Regions from separate parts of the Sus scrofa genome. Here region 1 is linked to region 2. The links are chromatin contacts, called in public HiChIP or PLAC-seq maps. All regions are on one chromosome and are shown on one strand. Each heading gives the region's core, a stretch centred on a gene start, on an enhancer-like site or on the middle of the called end of the contact. The rest is flanking DNA. Distances are from core to core; before and after follow the strand shown.

Region 1 (3,526 bases), core at 490-2,989, 77 kb before region 2:
ATTTGGCACAAACCTTGAGAACAGTTCAAAGATATTTCCTCCCAGCTGTAAGTTAAATATTAGAAGGGAATATGTCCTCATTGTGAATACAAACATAAAGCAAGAACATAAAACCGTCAGTTTCAAAGAAGATTGTATTTCTCATGCAGCTGGTACCTTATGAAACCAGCACGAACCTCATCCTTTTCTTCATTCTCATCTGTGACCCTTGTGTTGGGCTCTGCCCATGGCCTGAAGCAAGATGATACTTTCCAGAAGGTTTGAAACAGTTTGCTTCACTCAGAGCACGGGGAGAGGCAAGTCACGAGCTGGCAGGTCATAAATACCAAGACTTGAATCCGTGGCACGGCCACTCTTTGCGGTAAGGTAGCCCATCTCTTTTTCTAAGTATCCTTATCCACGAAATGAAGACATAGCCGTGCTGTGGTCAAGATTAAATCAGAGACTGTGTGTAAAATACTGGCTGTGCTTGCTTGAATGGTGGCCCCCGAAAAGCTGTGTCCTCTCTGACCCCCAGAACCTGAGTGTGACCTTATTTGAAAAAAGGGTCTTGGAGTCCCTGCTGGGGCTCAGTGGGTTAAGTACCCGAGCAATATCCATGAGGATGAGGGTTGGATCCCTGGCCTCGCTCAGTGGGTTAAGGATCTGGCATTGCCTCAAGCTGCAGCGGCATAGGTTGCAGTTGTAGTTCAGATCCCACTGTGCATGGCTGTGGCTATGGTGTAGGCTGGCAGCTGCAGCTCTGATTTGACCCCTAGCCTGGGAACTTTCATATACTGCAGGGGCAGCCATAAAAAGGAAGAAAGAAAAGAAACAAAGAAAACAGGGTCGAAATTTCTAAATGCAATGACAAGTGTTCTTATAAGATGCAGCAGATGAGAACACAGGGTCAGGGAGGAGAAGCCGTGAAGACGGAGGCAGAGACTGCGCTGCTGCAGCTATAAGCCCAGAAATGCCGTCGGCCACCGGATGCTGGAAGAGGCAAGGAATGACTGTCCCCTGGAGACTCATAGGGAACACAGCCCTGCTGGGACCTTGATGTGAGACTTCCAGCTTCAGAACTAAAAGATAATACATTTCTCTTGTTTTAAGTCACCCAGTTTACATTAGGTTGTTCAGGCAGCCCTAGAAAACTAATATACCTGGAAAATTCTCCAAAAAAAAAAGTTTATTCTCTTGTCTCATTCTTCCCCTTCCTCAGCTGGAGTGAGGCCCCCTACCCGTGGAACGGGGACATGGCTCCCTCATGGGCCACCTGCCATGCTCCCTGCTTGTACGAGAGAATCAGTAGGTGCCATAGTACTGGGGCATCACCGTAATGAACAGAAGCCCCATCATGCCTTCATGTGTGTTTCCCACCATGACGCGCGGTCCTGTGGGGGAGGGGAGGCAGGCTGGGAAGCACATTGCGGATAATCGGTAGAAACAGCCAACCTGGAGAGTGTCCTGCTCTGTGCCAAGCACTAGCTGCATGCATGCACTCCAGGCACACATTTCACCTCTGTAACACGCTTGTGAGGCACATCCAGCCCTATCTGATGGAGGAGAGCACCAAGGACCAGAGAAGCTGAATGGCTTGCTCAGAGTGACAAAGCTAGTCGATGCCAAGCCTGGGGGATTTGTGGCCAGCCATTCGGATTCAGAAATTCATGCTTTTAACCACAGTATTTGTTTCCTGTGGCTGCCATAACGCACTGGGTGGCTTGTGCAATAGATATTTATTGCCTCGCAGTTCTGGAGGCCAATGTCTGAAATGATGTGTCAGCAGAGTTGGTTCCTTCTTTGCCCTGTCTCTTGGTGTCATCTTGCCTCCAGGCATGTCTCTGCATCCGGATTTCCGCTTTCAAGACAGACACCAGTCGTTTTGGATTACAGCCTGCCCGAACGACCTCGTTTTACCCTGACTACCTCTGTAAAGACCCCGTCTCCAAACAAGATCTCACTCAGACGTACTGGGATTAAGACTTCACCATATGGATTTTGGGAGAACACAGTCCAATCCACAGCAGCCACCCCGCCACACTGGCTCTCGTCACTGAAGAATGAATGAATGAATGAATGAGCAGGTGAAGCACCACCTTCCCTGCCAGAGTCGCCAACTCGGAGGCTCACCTCCGGGTCCAAGTTACTGCAAACCCAGCAGATGAGGCAAGAGTGTTTGGTGGATGTGAGTAGAGAGGTTGGAATCAAATCCTGGCTCTGACACGTCTTTCCTGTGGGACTGGGGGAAGGGGCTCAATTTCCGAGTTGAGTCTCTTTTTCCTCTTCTGATGAGAGAAAAATATACAGGGCCGACCTCTGAGGGCGGTGAGAGCTGCAGTGAGGAGCCCAGGAAAGCAGAGTGCCTGCAAGCGTTCTGAGTGCCGGCCCTGCCCTTAGGTGCCTCTCTTCCTCTGAAGGACACTCTGCCCCCGTCCTTTGCTGGCCTCTTCTCTGGATGGCGCTGGAGCTCCCGATTTCTTACAGCATCTCTGCCTCCCGTTTTACACCAGTGGGAATTAGAACTTTCCCAGGAACTGACCTTGCTGGAGCAGGATATCAGCAGGTGCGGGCATGGCCAGGGCTGAGCAAACTAGAGCCCGCTGTCAAATTACAGGGTCCAGAAAAGCAGAGACAATGCAGACGTGACTCAAGCCAGTGTCTCCATCCAAAGGAATATAATTCAGCTGGGATTTCTGGGATCCTCATGGGATACTCAAAAATCCCATGAGATTCACCAACCAGACACTATGATTTTCAACTTGGAGAGAGTGTAAATGACGTGTCCAGTGTTAGACCAAGGCAGTGGCCAAAGTCAACAACAGTACAAATGCCAGGGGGAGGGGGAGCCAGAGGACACCAGTCAGCTCAGTTCAATTGGTTTAACAAACATTTGCTGAGAATGAAGGAATCATTAGACCAAGTGCCAGAAAACAAGGGCCCAGAGCAGCCACAGAGATGTCTTCCTCCGGCCCCCCCAACAGGAGGTGGCAGATTTACAGGAGGGGATGAGCAAAAGGTTAGGGGGAGTCCAGGAGCAGGAGGGGCTGATCCGAGCCAGGGGCTCAGGGATACTGCAGGGAACCACTGGCAAGGCGGCAGAAGGGTGAGGAGAAAGCAGAAAGTCGAAGAGGGCCACGGAGGCCAGAGTGGGATCAGCGGGTGCAGGCGGGGACGGAGCCACGGAAACCAACAAGCCATCATTTCTGCTAACTCGGGAGCTGGGCGCAGAACTCTGCCACTGCGGAGGCAGCACCAGCCGCCAGAAGGCTGCCCGCCTGCTGCCTGCCCCATGTGGACATCACGCAGAAATCGTCCAGGGGTTAAACAGAAGAGACAAGATCAGCTTCGACGCCGAAGAGCAGCTCCCCAGGGGAGGATGGACTGGGGCGTTGGTTCTTGATCTTCATGATTAGCAGAATCTCCTGGAAGGCTTATCCAAAGACACATTGCCAGCCCCCCCCAACCCCCAGTTCTAACTCACTAAATCTGGGGCAGGGCCTGAGAATCTGCACATCTCTTAGCTTCAAGCTAATGGCCTGGCAAT
Region 2 (3,622 bases), core at 717-3,216:
TTATAAATTTAGTGGATAATTTGGCAAAAAAAAAAAAATGTAGGAATACTGTCCGCTTCCTTGCATTAAGACATTAAAGAAACCCTTTAACGAAGGCATATGTATGTACGACCCGGTCGCTTTGCTGCACAGCAGAAATTTATAGAACATTGTAAATCAACTATAATTTAAAAAAAATTTTTAAAGAAACCCTGGGTCAGGATTTTTTTTAAAGCGTGTTGGTATCCAAATGTAACAACTGTGAACTGTTACGTTTGTATTGTGCCTTATTTCTTCCGAGCTCTCCCTGCTGTTGTCATTTCAGCAGATCCTCCTTTGGACTTTCCGCGTGGTTGGGTCGCGGGTTCTGGTTCCGGGTGGCGAGACCGTGGTGCTCGCTCCCGCCGAGCGCGTCGGCCGCTAGTGGGCGCTGTGGGTCCGTGGAAGCGGCGGCGCGGAGGCGCCGGTCCCAGCCACTCTTTGGGCAAGCGCCTCGCCGACAATCCAACTGAAGAATTCCTGCCGCCTCTGTGTTTTGGCGCTATTTGTCACCGTCACCCCTAAATCCCCCGGTCACCTTGGGAGGCGTGAGTGTGTCGCAGAGGCTAATTAAGGAGAAGGTCCCGCGGCGGGCGCGGGTGTGCAGGCGACACTTGGGGGAAGGAGAGGTGCTCCCTTCGCGGGAAGCGAGGCGCGGAGGGCTCGGGGCCAGGACGTCCGCGCCCCGGGAGTCGTTTTGCTTCTCCCGGCGCCAGCTGACGTTTGGTACCGAAGTCAGGTGTGAAACGCATGACTGAGAGGCCTGGTGGGGGCCGCGAAGGGATGCGCGAACAGGACGTGAGCCAGTCCACGCAGAAGGCGCACATCATTTAAGGAGGAAGGCCCACGGGAAACCCACTGCCAACCACTCCGGAGGGAAAGTTTCGCCATCGACGTCGTCCCTCGGCTGAAGTTAGGACACTTCCCGGGCAATGAGAGCGCGTGCTGGGCGTGGGGACAGGTGGCCCGTGCTGTCCCTGTCCCCATTCGCCCGCCCCTGCCAGCGTCCCCATCCCGCAGCCCCGGGAGCGCCGGGTGCACGCGCAACCTCCTCTCCCTCGAGGGCTTCCCAGCGCTCAGCTCTTGCCGCCGCCCTGGCCGGGGGCGGGGCTCACCTGTCAGCTGGCGCCCCGCCTCGCGGCTCCCAATGTCGGGAGGGGGCGGCTGATGGACCGGCCAGCCGCCCAATCCGCTCGCGTCTGCGGAGCAACGGACCAATGGGCTGCGCGATGTGGGGCGGGGCCCGGCGTTTATAGTGCTCTGACAGCGCGCAGGCAGAGCTGACTCTCCTCGGCGGGGACGGCGGCGCCGGCCGGAGCGAGGAGCCGCGCGCGAAGCTGGTCCCGGCGCCCACCCCGCACACAAAGGCCCGCGCGCGTCTGGCGCCCGCGGCGAGGAACGAGCCCCTCCTGCCTGATCCGCGGGCTGGGAGCGGCGAGGACTTTGGAGGCTCCCGGGCGCCTGGAGGCGCCCTTCGCAGCTCGCGGTCCGCGCTCCGGGACATGGAACCGCGCCGAAGCGGCGCCCGCGCGCTCGGGCCACTGCCCGCCCCCCTGGATCTATAGTGCCAGGCGGCCCCGCTCAGGGCGCAGCGCCCGCCGCCCGCGCCGAGTCCGTCTCTCCGCCTTTGTGTCCCGGCCGCGCGCCCTCTCCGCCGCCCCGCGCCCGGCACCCTGGAGCCGCACGGGGTACGGCTGTCCGAGCTGCGTCCGGCGCGGCGCCCCGGAGCCCCGAGCCCGCCGCGCCGCCGCGCCCCGCGCGTGCGCTCCCGCCCCGCGTTCTGAGGGCCCCGAAGGGAACGTCCCTGGCCTCGGCAACCGCTGGAGCTGCTCGGCGCGCCCCGGAGCTGCCTGCGGTCCCTCCTTGTCTGCCCGGAAGATTGGGGCTTTCGGCCCGCACCCCGTTCCTCCGACGCCAGGAGTGCGCGGAGCTGGGAGCGGCTTCGCCATGGCCGCGAGGAGGGACTCCGTGTGGAAGTACTGCTGGGGAGTTTTGATGGTTTTATGCAGAACTGCGATTTCCAGATCGATAGTTTTAGAGCCCATCTATTGGAATTCCTCGAACTCTAAGTAAGTAGCGTCCGCAATCCCCCTCGATCGCCGCCCCGGGGTCCGCCGCGCCCCGTGCTGTCCTGGCGGGAGGAAGGGTCGGGCCGTGGAGCCTCGGAGCCTGTTTCTGGAACCTCGATTACTCGCGTCCGCTTGTCCCCCACCCCAGCACGTTTCACTTGATGGTGACTCCGCTCGGCCTTCCAGCCAGAGCGCCGGCCCTAAGGGGCGCCCTCCTAGTCACTCCTTCCCCCATCAGCTCCCTGGCGCTAAAAAAACCCTGATGGCTCGAGTGTCATGTCCGGGAAGGTGTCCGATGGCGATACCTGACCCTCGCTTCTTTTCGAGGCCGGGGAACAGGGCCACCAACCATGCTGGCCTGCGCGCGAGGGCTTGCAGGCTTCGGAGAGGCGGGGATGCTGTGCTCCCAAGGAGCAGCGGAGCGCGGTCCAGGCCCCGCGGGCGGGCGGGGTCGGCGGTGCTCGGGCGTGGAGAGCACTCGGGAGAAGGGAGCCTGGTGTCTCTGGGCCGCCCGGAGCTCGTGCGCCTCGGCGCCGCGCCGCCTGCCCGAGGGTGCGCAGGGAGCTCGCCTGCTTGGGAGAACTCGGGCGGCGAGCCCTTTTCCTCCCCGCCCTGGAGGCCGGCCTTAGAGTGCTCCCGGGGAACCCTCTGCACGTCGGCCTCTACCTTCTTTTCTAAACCAGCGGCCCCGAACTCTGTGCCGTCGCGATAGCTGACTTGATTTTGAGGACGTTTTCTGCAAAAGCCTAATTAAGGCCCGGCCCAGCCAACACAGCCCCTGAAGCCTTCGCACTCGAGGAGCCTGGGCGGGAATGGGGAATAGGATCCTTGAATTCGACTTGCTTTTATGAAACAGTGCAGCCGGGAGAAAGCCAGGCCTTGTGCAGATTAAGTTTCAGTACTAGCTACCAGCGTACATCTAGAATTTAGAAAAGGTGATCCCTCCCTAAATATATAATTAGTCGTCTGTGCATTCAGTATTGCGTATCATCTCATTCTCCAGACACATTTCGAATCATAACCAAAAACATTTTATAGAATCATGGAATTTTCACCTTGGGAAACTTGGGACACCAAGCATGAAGACATTGGCTGTTGGGGAGTAAGCATTTGAGATCAGAAGCAAAATCAGTGACCTAATTGAAGTTGAGCGAGTTCGTCATGGATTTAGGAATAAAAGGACGGGGATTTAGAGATCGCATCTTAATTAAAGAATTATATGCACTCTTTTAAAAGTGGTGCATTTCACATTCACCAACATGTTAGCCAAGAATTCCCTATCAGAGGGTGAAAAACGTCCCGGCTAAATCGGATTACAGAGAAATTCTTAAAAGATGCTGCATGGCACCATGAAGCAGATGCTTCCCAGCCCTGCTCCTTGTAAAAGTTACTTAAGGCGACCTCCTTCCCTGCAGCCCGGCCTTATAGGGACTACTTTTTTCCCTTGCTGTAAGATGCTGCATTTGCCCGGAAAGTGGTAGTAGCAGTGACACCTTGACACCCCCCCCCCCAGCCTCGGAAGCGCGAGGCACCGG

The links. HiChIP or PLAC-seq counts read pairs in DNA pulled down with a chosen protein or histone mark.
Region 1: a contact with region 2 is called in an H3K27ac HiChIP or PLAC-seq map of alveolar macrophages. The contact joins the enhancer-like site here to the promoter of EFNB2 in region 2. A contact is called at or near these places in 1 of 47 Hi-C or Micro-C datasets (epiblast stem cells) and 1 of 2 datasets of contacts at active chromatin or transcription factors (alveolar macrophages).

The regions. Positions count from the first base shown.
Region 1 is chr11:74,308,019-74,311,544 of Sscrofa11.1, reverse strand. No RefSeq gene overlaps it. Among named protein-coding and RNA genes, the nearest start is that of ARGLU1, 42 kb to the right of the region's middle. Within about 2 kb of position 1,739, at least 6 of the 83 cell types and tissues checked have an H3K27ac peak or open chromatin away from gene starts, as enhancers often do. A contact at or near this core is called in alveolar macrophages, where this site is marked.
Region 2 is chr11:74,231,112-74,234,733 of Sscrofa11.1, reverse strand. EFNB2 (ephrin B2) reads left to right here and starts at 1,966. Exons shown (of 5, transcript NM_001114286.1): 1 at 1,966-2,087. The coding sequence starts at 1,966.